2 separate regions of the Mus musculus genome follow, and region 2 is linked to region 1. A link is a contact called in public HiChIP or PLAC-seq data. All regions are on one chromosome and are shown on one strand. The core of a region is the stretch at or near the end of the contact, and the rest is flanking DNA. Distances in the headings are between cores, read along the strand shown.

Region 1 (4,335 bases), core at 918-3,417:
TTTCCTCACAAACTGTCGGGGAGAGGCAGCACCAGTGACATGAGAAAATAAAGGGGTGTTCTGGCATGGGGGGAGCATGAAACCTACTCCAGGTCACACACTGGTCAGGAGCTGAAGTGGGAAGTAGCAGGGCGGGGTGGGGAAAAGGATGGATTCCACCCCATGAGGGAGAGGTGGGGACGGACCGGCCCTAGAGCAAGGTTACCTGGATTTTACTCTGAGACAATCCTGGGATGTCCAGTGCACTGAGCCTGGGTTCTAATAATCCTCTAGTACCCATAGTGTAGGCTCCACCCCAAGGAGGGAGCTAGTCTGTAGCCTTCCACAGCACCAAGTGGGCAGAGATGCTGTGAGATCAGGTGTGCAGTGAAGCCAAATAGGACTGGGTATGCAATGTGGCCACAGGGGCAAAGCCTCCTACAATGCCAGTGCCCTGGGCTGAAAGCTACTTCCCCCTTCTTTGGCAGCTCTATGGGCAGGCCAGTGCCGAGAACTATGAGTCTTTAGTAAATGTTAAGTCATTCCTTTTATGATGACTAGTTTCATTATCTACTTGCTCTTATTTTCATAATTATCATTTTAATAATGAAAATACATTTTATTTTCATATACTTGCCACTGAAAATGGATGACTCTTTGCTTCTTCACGAATATTTGTGAATGGAGACTCCAATATAAGGGCATCTGGTGGCGTCTCTAGATAGACAAAGAGAATAGACAGTGGGTAAGAAGTGACAGAGCCAGTGAAGCTAGGGGCTGGGGTGTGGAGACAGGACAGAGAGACCAGGTACCCACTTTTGCAGGAGCTTCCCACCACTATCAGCCCCAGCCCCCAAGGGGCTCCAGATGACTTTAAAGGATCCTACTGGGAGGGCAGGTCGGGGCAAACTCTGAGAACACCTGGGGCCCCACCCTTGACGGTCAGCTCATGCTATCACTGTGCAGCTTGTCAGTTAGACCTTGCTTGCCAAGCAAGAATGCATAGCAGGGATCGGATCACTAACAACATGGTCCCCAGCCACACGGTGCCTGGCTCTCTCACCTCGCTCACAGAGGCGCCGTACCAGATTTGTTGCCACTCTGGAAAGAAAAAACAGTTCAGCTGAATTCTGAAGAAAATCCTTTTAAGTGAAGCTGTGCGGATCCTGGAAAATGCTCAGAGACTCTGACCCGAGAAGCTAACTGAGAGCTTCAGGGTGAGCGGGAGGAACAAGGTGAACCATAAGTTGACCTTTCTTAAAAGGTGACAGCAGCCACCCTCCTGTCCTCAGACATGTGATCTCTCCCACAGGTTGCCCTGTTCCCTCCTTTCACCTGGTACACTGGCTGGTTGGTACAGTTACTGCTGAGAGACAGGAGGACAGTAGCACTTGTCATCTACCAGGGTCAGGGACCTCCTGCTGTCTTAGAATAACACCTGGCAGATGCTGTGCAGACAACCAAAGAGAAAGCTAGCATCCTTCCACTGGGGTACCCTCCCTCCTCCCAGCAGGGCTGCAGGATGATAGCCACATGAGGAAAGGGGCTAAGTAAGGGCTGAGCCAGTATGCTCGCAGAGGAAGGTATCAGAAGACAAGGACCAAGGCTCTTTTTAGGACTTCACTCTGCAGAATCCAGGTACATCTTTTTTCTTGGTCTTCCCTGCTAAGCTGAACATGCCAAAGTGACAAAGCTGGTTCCAAACATCTCTCCCTGGTGCTCCTGGACTCAGTGGTTGGTAAACACACCTAAGTCACAGCTGACACTGTCTAGGTACTCTGTCTGCACTCTGAAAATGCTTTGAGAGCAGAGCTCCCTGGAACCCTGGCTGCCATCTCCATGCCCATATTGGTTCTAAGGCACTTCTGAACTTCAGTCTCTCCTTAGTCTCTCATGTGCTTCACTCCCTTACCCTACACAGGGGCAGGAACCAGGACTGAGGACTGGAAGATGCTACAGGCTCAGAGACACTGGGCTGCTTCAGAGGTCACACAATGAGGCCTGCCTTCACTACATTACCCTTCTGCTTTGAGAGCTCTTACCCGGTGCCCAGTGAATGGCCCCAAATATACACAGGATTATCACCACTTCTTGCTTTGATCCAGTCAAAAACATGGAGTGCGTCATACGTCATGCCTCGCTCCGATGGTGTTCCTACTGAGTCACCCCAACCTGAGAGAGAGGAATGTCAAAGGCAGCTGGTGAACTTACAGCAGCTCCAGTGAAAGCTGCCCCATGAGCAACAGCAGCCCTATCTGTGTGTCCTCAATTCCACTCCACTCTGGTGGTAGGGAGACAGGCAGGAGGACACAGAAGTGAACTTTCCTTACTTTTGCTGGCTGACAAACCAGACGGCCCTGTCATTCCACATGCATATCAGATTGGGAACTAACAACAGAGCTAATAAGGCTCACACCAGAACCTCAAATCCGTGCCCTGCTGCCGCCTGCCCACAGGTGCCAGCATCCTTCAAGCTAGTCCTTCCTCTGCTCGACTGACAGGCCAGCACTGGGGCTCACGAGGACCAGGCCAAGTGGACTGCTGACAAGATGAGCCCGGTCTGCCCAGGGCCAACAGAAGGCCAAAGAGGAGGAAGTCATGAAGCTGCAGGGAGGAGGGGAGGTCAGGAGAGCCCAGTCCCGAGGCAAGTCTGACTCTCCTCCTCATCTCCAGCAAAGATCAAGTACAAACTGCCTTCTCAGTGGCTCAGCACTGAGTCATCATCATATGACTTATGTACACCACAAGTTTCAGAAATAAAATTCTGCTGTGTGAGCAACCCCATAATTATAATACCACCCTCCAAACCCAGGGAAGAAGAGCTGAAGAGGGACTTAACTATAGTCTTAGGCTATCTTGTAGGAGACAAGGGAACATGAAGGAAGAGACAGAAGCACAGAAACTAGGAGCACAGTCAGAGATAGATCAGGATTGTTCCACACCACAGACAGGCAGACTAAGGCCTGAAAGAGAAAATGCAGGGGATAGCTTCTTGAGAGACGACAGGAAGAGAACACAGAAGGGAGGAGGCCTTCTCAGCACACATGAGAAAGAATGTTTCTAAAAACCTTTGTAGAATGGAGAAGGCAGAAAGCAGGAAAGGGAACAGGGCTTTCCAACTCTTAGCTTAATTCATCGCTTTGTTTTGCTTTGTTTTGTTGTTGTTGTTTATTGTTGTTTTTTGAGTCTCTCTGTAGTCCTGGCTATCCTGGAACTCCCTCTGTAGAGAGGGCTGGCCTTGAACTCAGAGATCCATCTGTTTCTGCCTCTCTAGAGCTGAGATGAAAGGCATGTGCCATCACCACCTGACTTAAAACTTTCATCCTGATGGAACTGTCTTTAGCGAAAGCCATCACCGTGTTCAGCAGAACAGTGGCTCCTGGAGAAGCTGACATTAATCACAGGACTGGTAAACATGTGACCCTTAGGCCAGGGGAGTTACGCTGCAGAAAGAATAAAGGCCACTAACGAGTCAGCCTTGATACAGGGGGATCTGGGTAAAGCCCGAATGTTCGTAAACATCTTGATAACAGAAAGAGAGGGCAGGGCTGGAGAGATGGCTCAGTGGTTAAGAGCATTGACTCCTCTTCTAGAGATCCTGAGTTCAATTTCCAGCAACCGCATGGTGGCTCACAACCACCCATAATGGGATCTGATGCCCTCTGACACGCAGGCATACGTGCAGAAAAGGGAAGAAAAAAGCGAGGTCAAATGCCAGGGTCCCTCTGCAACTAGGAAAGGCAAGCGGTAGGGGTCGCTCCATAAGTCACGGAAGAACAAAGCTCACAGTAGCTTTAATTCTACCTCAGGGGTTAATGATTTTAGACTTCTGATTTCCACAACTACAAGATAATAAATTTGCTTTGTTTTAATAATGCTGTTCATGGTAACTTGTTACAGCAACAAAAGGGAACTAATATAAATCCCACTTGTAGGTAACGGTGGCTTCTATCCCTTAGTCCAAGGACATCTGGATCACTGCACTAGCCAGAAGAATCAAACAAGCTAGCTGAGCAGTCTTTGTCCCTTGAGCTCTCCAACTGGGGATTCTATGGAAGAATATCCCTTTAAAAAAGTTGTTCACTGTTAAAAAAAAAAGTATTCCTGCTGCTCATTCTGATTAATGTTTAATGCTCACTGCATGTATCAAACTGGATTTTCAGTCTTCTCAGTGACAACCCGGACTAAGACAGAAGCAAGGCTATCCAAGAAGACAGGGGACTCGGTCTGCTCTCAATCAAGCTTCTTCCAGTTTTCATTGTTTTACCAAGACTGAAGACTAGCTCTGCTACTGAGTCACATGTCCAGTTGCAGGGAAAACACGAGGCCAATAAAGAGAAAGGACAGTATTTTCTG
Region 2 (4,335 bases), core at 1,135-3,634, 740 kb after region 1:
TGCCGATTCACCAGATCCCTGGGCTAATTTGGCCTTACAGAAGCTATTACTCCATCACATTAACCCACGCTTCTGTTTTCTGAAGGATAGATGAGTTGTCCACAGGAACAAGTGGGAGTCCCAGAGTTCCAGCAGTTTGGAACAAAGTGTTCTTATTCTGTAAGTTCAAAGATGGGGGCTAATGGGCCCCTTTCCAGCCCTGCTGATTCCCCAGGGCCTGACTGCTGATATACTGTGTTGTTATTGCTTACAATACGAAGATGTATAGAAAGCTCTGGGATGGAGATCGAACGATAGTGAGGGGAGGGAAGTCCTTGGGAGCAAGTCCCTTCCGAGAGTCAGCTACCTGCAGGAACTGAGCAAGCTCTTGCGCTGTCACACTACTTTCTGTGTATCTCACTAGGGCTGGAGTTTCCCTCCCTACACCTAGTTTTTCTTTAAGAGGCTTTCTACAGGTGGTAAGTGGGAAAATGTTTATCAAGGTGTCAGATGACATTTCTGGGGAGATGTGTACAAACACCTATTCACCTCAAAGAACCAATGGCACACCAACTAAAACAGTGGCTCTCAACCTTCCTAATGCTGTGACATTTAATACAGTTTTCCTCATGTTCTGGTGACCACCCCAACCGTAAATTTTTTTTTTTTTGTTACTACTTCATAACCGTAAATGTGTTACTGTTGTGAATCATGATGTTCTGATGGTCTTAGGCAACCCCTGTGAAAGGATTATTCAACCCCAAAGGGGTTGTAACCCACAGGTTGAGAACTGCTGAACTAAAATAAACTAGTCCATGCTCACTGTGGTAAACCAAGGAGTTTAGTAGGATTAAAGGAGCCTAGGTGATGCAGGCAGTTCCCCCCAGCATTGGTGACAACCCCAGAGAGAAGAACCTCCTCTCCCCTCGCAACTGTGCACTGCTTACATAAGCCTGGGGAGGGCTCTGTGAATCAGCTCTCTGCGCTCAGAGTCTTTTATGCTTCCTTAGGTTCTTGAGTCTCAAAGGCCTCCCACTCCCTCCCAGGAGGGAACGTTGTTTCAATTCGGAGGAAATAGCTACCTACACACTAGGTTTTCGGGATTCTCTGCCCTGTGTCTGCTTTTCTCCTGTTACTCTATGGAGACACAGGGCTTGGCACTAGTGATTCACACTGGCTAGTAAGGATGGCCAGCAAACCAACATAGCATGGTGGAATTTCAGCCTAGGTAATGCAAAAGGGAAGGCCTGGCTCGGAGTATGGACTTCCTAAATACGTGTGGAATGAATAATGACCAGTGAATCCGAAGATCCTTGGGGTTTGTGTGGGTGTAGGGTTTAGGGGCAGGCTTAGAACTGACCAATTCACCACGTGAACTGTGGATGGCATTTAAGGCAGAGGGAACAGCTCTGCCACGGCATGAAGGCATGGATTAGCAAGCTGAGTTTTAAAATCAGCAAGCTATTTGAAATGAAGGGAATGCATGAGTAAATGGGGGTAAGAACGACATGTCCACCAGGGGTCAGTCATGAAATGTTTAAAGTCATGCTGAAATCTGAGATTAATTATGATGTCACCAACAGGTAAAGGCAGGGTCTGAGGGTAAGTCCCTGATTTCTGGCTCAGTTCATAAGAGTATTTGGTGGGGCTGCTATCAAGATTTGGGAACATTTCAAGGTAGTCACCTGAAAGTAATAAATATCCAAAAGGGAATTTATGCCCACGCCTCCCTATTCAGAATAGCACACTCTACTCTCACTGGCTTAAACGTTCCATCCTTCATGGCCACGGGCAAGTCTTGGAGGTTTCCTTGATTTTCTAGCTTTTCACCTGCATACCAATGCCTGAGAGGGTGATTGGTTTAAGTAGGAAGTGATACCCTCGGGCAAGTCCACTTCCCTAGGCAGCAGACGCCCAATGGTTCTAACTCTGGTGGTTGGTGCGTCTGCATCTTCAACTAGGGCAGGTCAAAAGTTGGCGCCAGGCCACAATCCTGAGAGCAAGGCACCAGAAGCAACCACCTAGGGACTTGAAAGCGCTTCTAAATCAAAGGGAGAGGGGATCTCCTTTTCAGAACGAGCAGCGGGGCGGGGTGTCGACTCTTGCTTTCTTCTCCCACCCATTGTAAATCAAATGGTCTGACGAGCATAGAGCCCCAAGGGGCCTTCGGAAGAACCGCGGCCTCTAAGTTTTTTTAGGAATGCATGAGGAGGGCTGCAGAGGCAGGCTGGCCTTCCGGTCGCATATTCCACTGCATTGCGGGTCTCTTTGGAAAGTCTGAAGCCCGGCGCAGGCACATTCTGCAATTCCCGGGAGAAAAAAAGCTGTCAAGGTGACTCCGCAGCCGTGGGGCATCCTGGGAACACAGGCCCCATCCCGAAACCCCGCGCGCGCCCGCACGCAAGTAGACTTGGTGCACATGCGTCAGGGGCACCACACGCAGTAGCTAAGCAGGATTTCTGCGCAGGCGTTATAGACTACAAGCGGAGACGCAGCTTCCGGCTAAGTTCTGAATCCTTGGATAGGGAAGTGAAGGCAGCTTGGGGTCGTGGAAGAGCGTGACGTAGGGGCGTACAGAGGCTAGGCCCTGGACAATTGAGTCTCTCCCGGGTATTCGGTGCATGAAGAGTGCGGTGTCTGACCCACGTGCTTTCATTTTTTTAAAGGAAAGAGACGGTTTGGGATTCATCTTGAGTTACTGCCCAGGCAAGGATGCCTTTTAGTGAGGGGAAGGACAGCAGTTTTCAGTAAAAAGAATTTGTACCATTTCTTGCTAAAGCAGTGATGAAAGTGTTCCAGGAAGTGGGTCTCTGAGCCTGTTTTCTCCCAGAGGGCAAAACGCATCTGCTCCTTTGCTGTACTGTTGGAAAAAAAGGATACAGGTGGCTCTTAGGTTCGCATCCGCATAGTGCATACTGGTGGCAAAGTATAATTTGGTAGATGGTAACTGCTGAGTGTTATTTCAAGGTTAAAAGTCTCCAGGAGGGTGTACATGGTAGGGCAGACCCCAGATGAAGGGGTCTTTTCCTGAAGTTGCTCTAAAAGGAGATTAGAATCATATGCTTCCTGCCCCTAGGAAATTCTTGTCTTAGGATCCCCATTTCTGCCCCCAAAGGCTAGCCTAGGACAAGGAACTGCAGATATCCTAGCAGCCAGGCAGGCAACAAAAATCAGCCAAGGGCTGGTTGGGTACTTGAGTCATAAGAAAGCAGGTACAACCCCATCTAGGAAGGAGTCCTGACCATGCTACTTATATTTTTCAGTACAAATTAGAAGTGACTTTTTAAATTTTCAGATTTTGTTCATGTGTTCATGTCAGATAAGAGGGGCTACAAGTGGGTACATGAGTGAGTGAGATGATTTGGCTGATCTAGGAAAGGAGCTGACACAAAAATACCTTTCAGGAATAAACTTTGTTAGGGGAAAGAGTCTTGAGACCACAGAAGCCATGATCAGGTCTTGACAGGGCAAAACATAAGAAGAGATGATGACTTCTATCAGAGACATGAATGGGGCCTTTAAGGACAGGAGAGGTTTCCCTTTGAAACTTAGAGAGGAACTTCATTAAAAGAGAGAGCTTAAAAGTCAGAAAGACAGCCATTATAGACAGAACAGGGTAGGGGGGCTGTGTCAGAAAAAAAAAATTTTTATATACTTTCAGAGAGTGGAGGTAGTGCCACACCACACGATTTAGTCTAGGATAGTCTATGTGAAAGAGAACACAGAGGAGCCAGGTCCTGGCTAGGACCATAAATCAGGCTGAAGGATTTGGTCCCATAGAGTGATCATCTCAAAGGCGCAGGTCTGTGACCTGACAATTCATATTTAACTACCCAAGATTGAGACATAAGGTGCATTTAGTCCTCTGGTTCTTGATTCCATTCCTAAGAAGGGCATGGTCTTGAAGCAGCAGAACTTTGCTTTACTAGGGGAGAAGTAGAAGGGCCAAATATATTGCCTCTGGCATATCATTGCATTCTCCCCCATGCATGCATTTGAGGAGTTCTGCAGTCAATGAGAAGGCCCTTTGGGGACTCCCAGTCTAACAAAACAGCTAGACAAGTAGAATCAACTAGAAGACTAGTGGACAAGCAGGAGTAAGGACATAGGGGAGCTCTACAGAGCACAAATCAGATCAGGCTTCCTATGAGAAGGATCCTCTTATTTTAGACTTGAGAATCATCTGGCACGTGCTGGACAAGGAGCAGAAGTTGGGACTCAGACAGAATGCTAGACAGAGGGAGCAATACTCTCCAAGACTGAAGGATGAAGACAGTGAGATTCGTTTTCATTACCTGAAAGGATCTCCTTGTTGCAGCTGTCTGGGGAGTACAGGCTGGGGAGGGACACATGGAA

What was found. HiChIP or PLAC-seq counts read pairs in DNA pulled down with a chosen protein or histone mark.
Region 2: a FOXA1 HiChIP or PLAC-seq map of pancreatic cancer cells shows a contact between it and region 1. The contact joins two enhancer-like sites. A contact is called at or near these places in 2 of 115 datasets of contacts at active chromatin or transcription factors (embryonic stem cells and pancreatic cancer cells).

The regions. Positions count from the first base shown.
Region 1 is chr2:150,837,699-150,842,033 of GRCm38.p6, forward strand. It overlaps Abhd12 (abhydrolase domain containing 12), which reads right to left. Exons shown (of 13, transcript NM_024465.3): 7 at 2,022-2,151; 8 at 1,043-1,080; 9 at 617-696. Among named protein-coding and RNA genes, the nearest start is that of Gm23598, 44 kb to the right of the region's middle. Within about 2 kb of position 2,168, at least 45 of the 459 cell types and tissues checked have an H3K27ac peak or open chromatin away from gene starts, as enhancers often do. A contact at or near this core is called in pancreatic cancer cells, where this site is marked.
Region 2 is chr2:151,573,812-151,578,146 of GRCm38.p6, forward strand. All of the region lies in intron 1 of Sdcbp2 (syndecan binding protein (syntenin) 2), which reads left to right. Among named protein-coding and RNA genes, the nearest start is that of Sdcbp2, 3.4 kb to the left of the region's middle. Within about 2 kb of position 2,385, at least 261 of the 459 cell types and tissues checked have an H3K27ac peak or open chromatin away from gene starts, as enhancers often do. A contact at or near this core is called in pancreatic cancer cells, where this site is marked.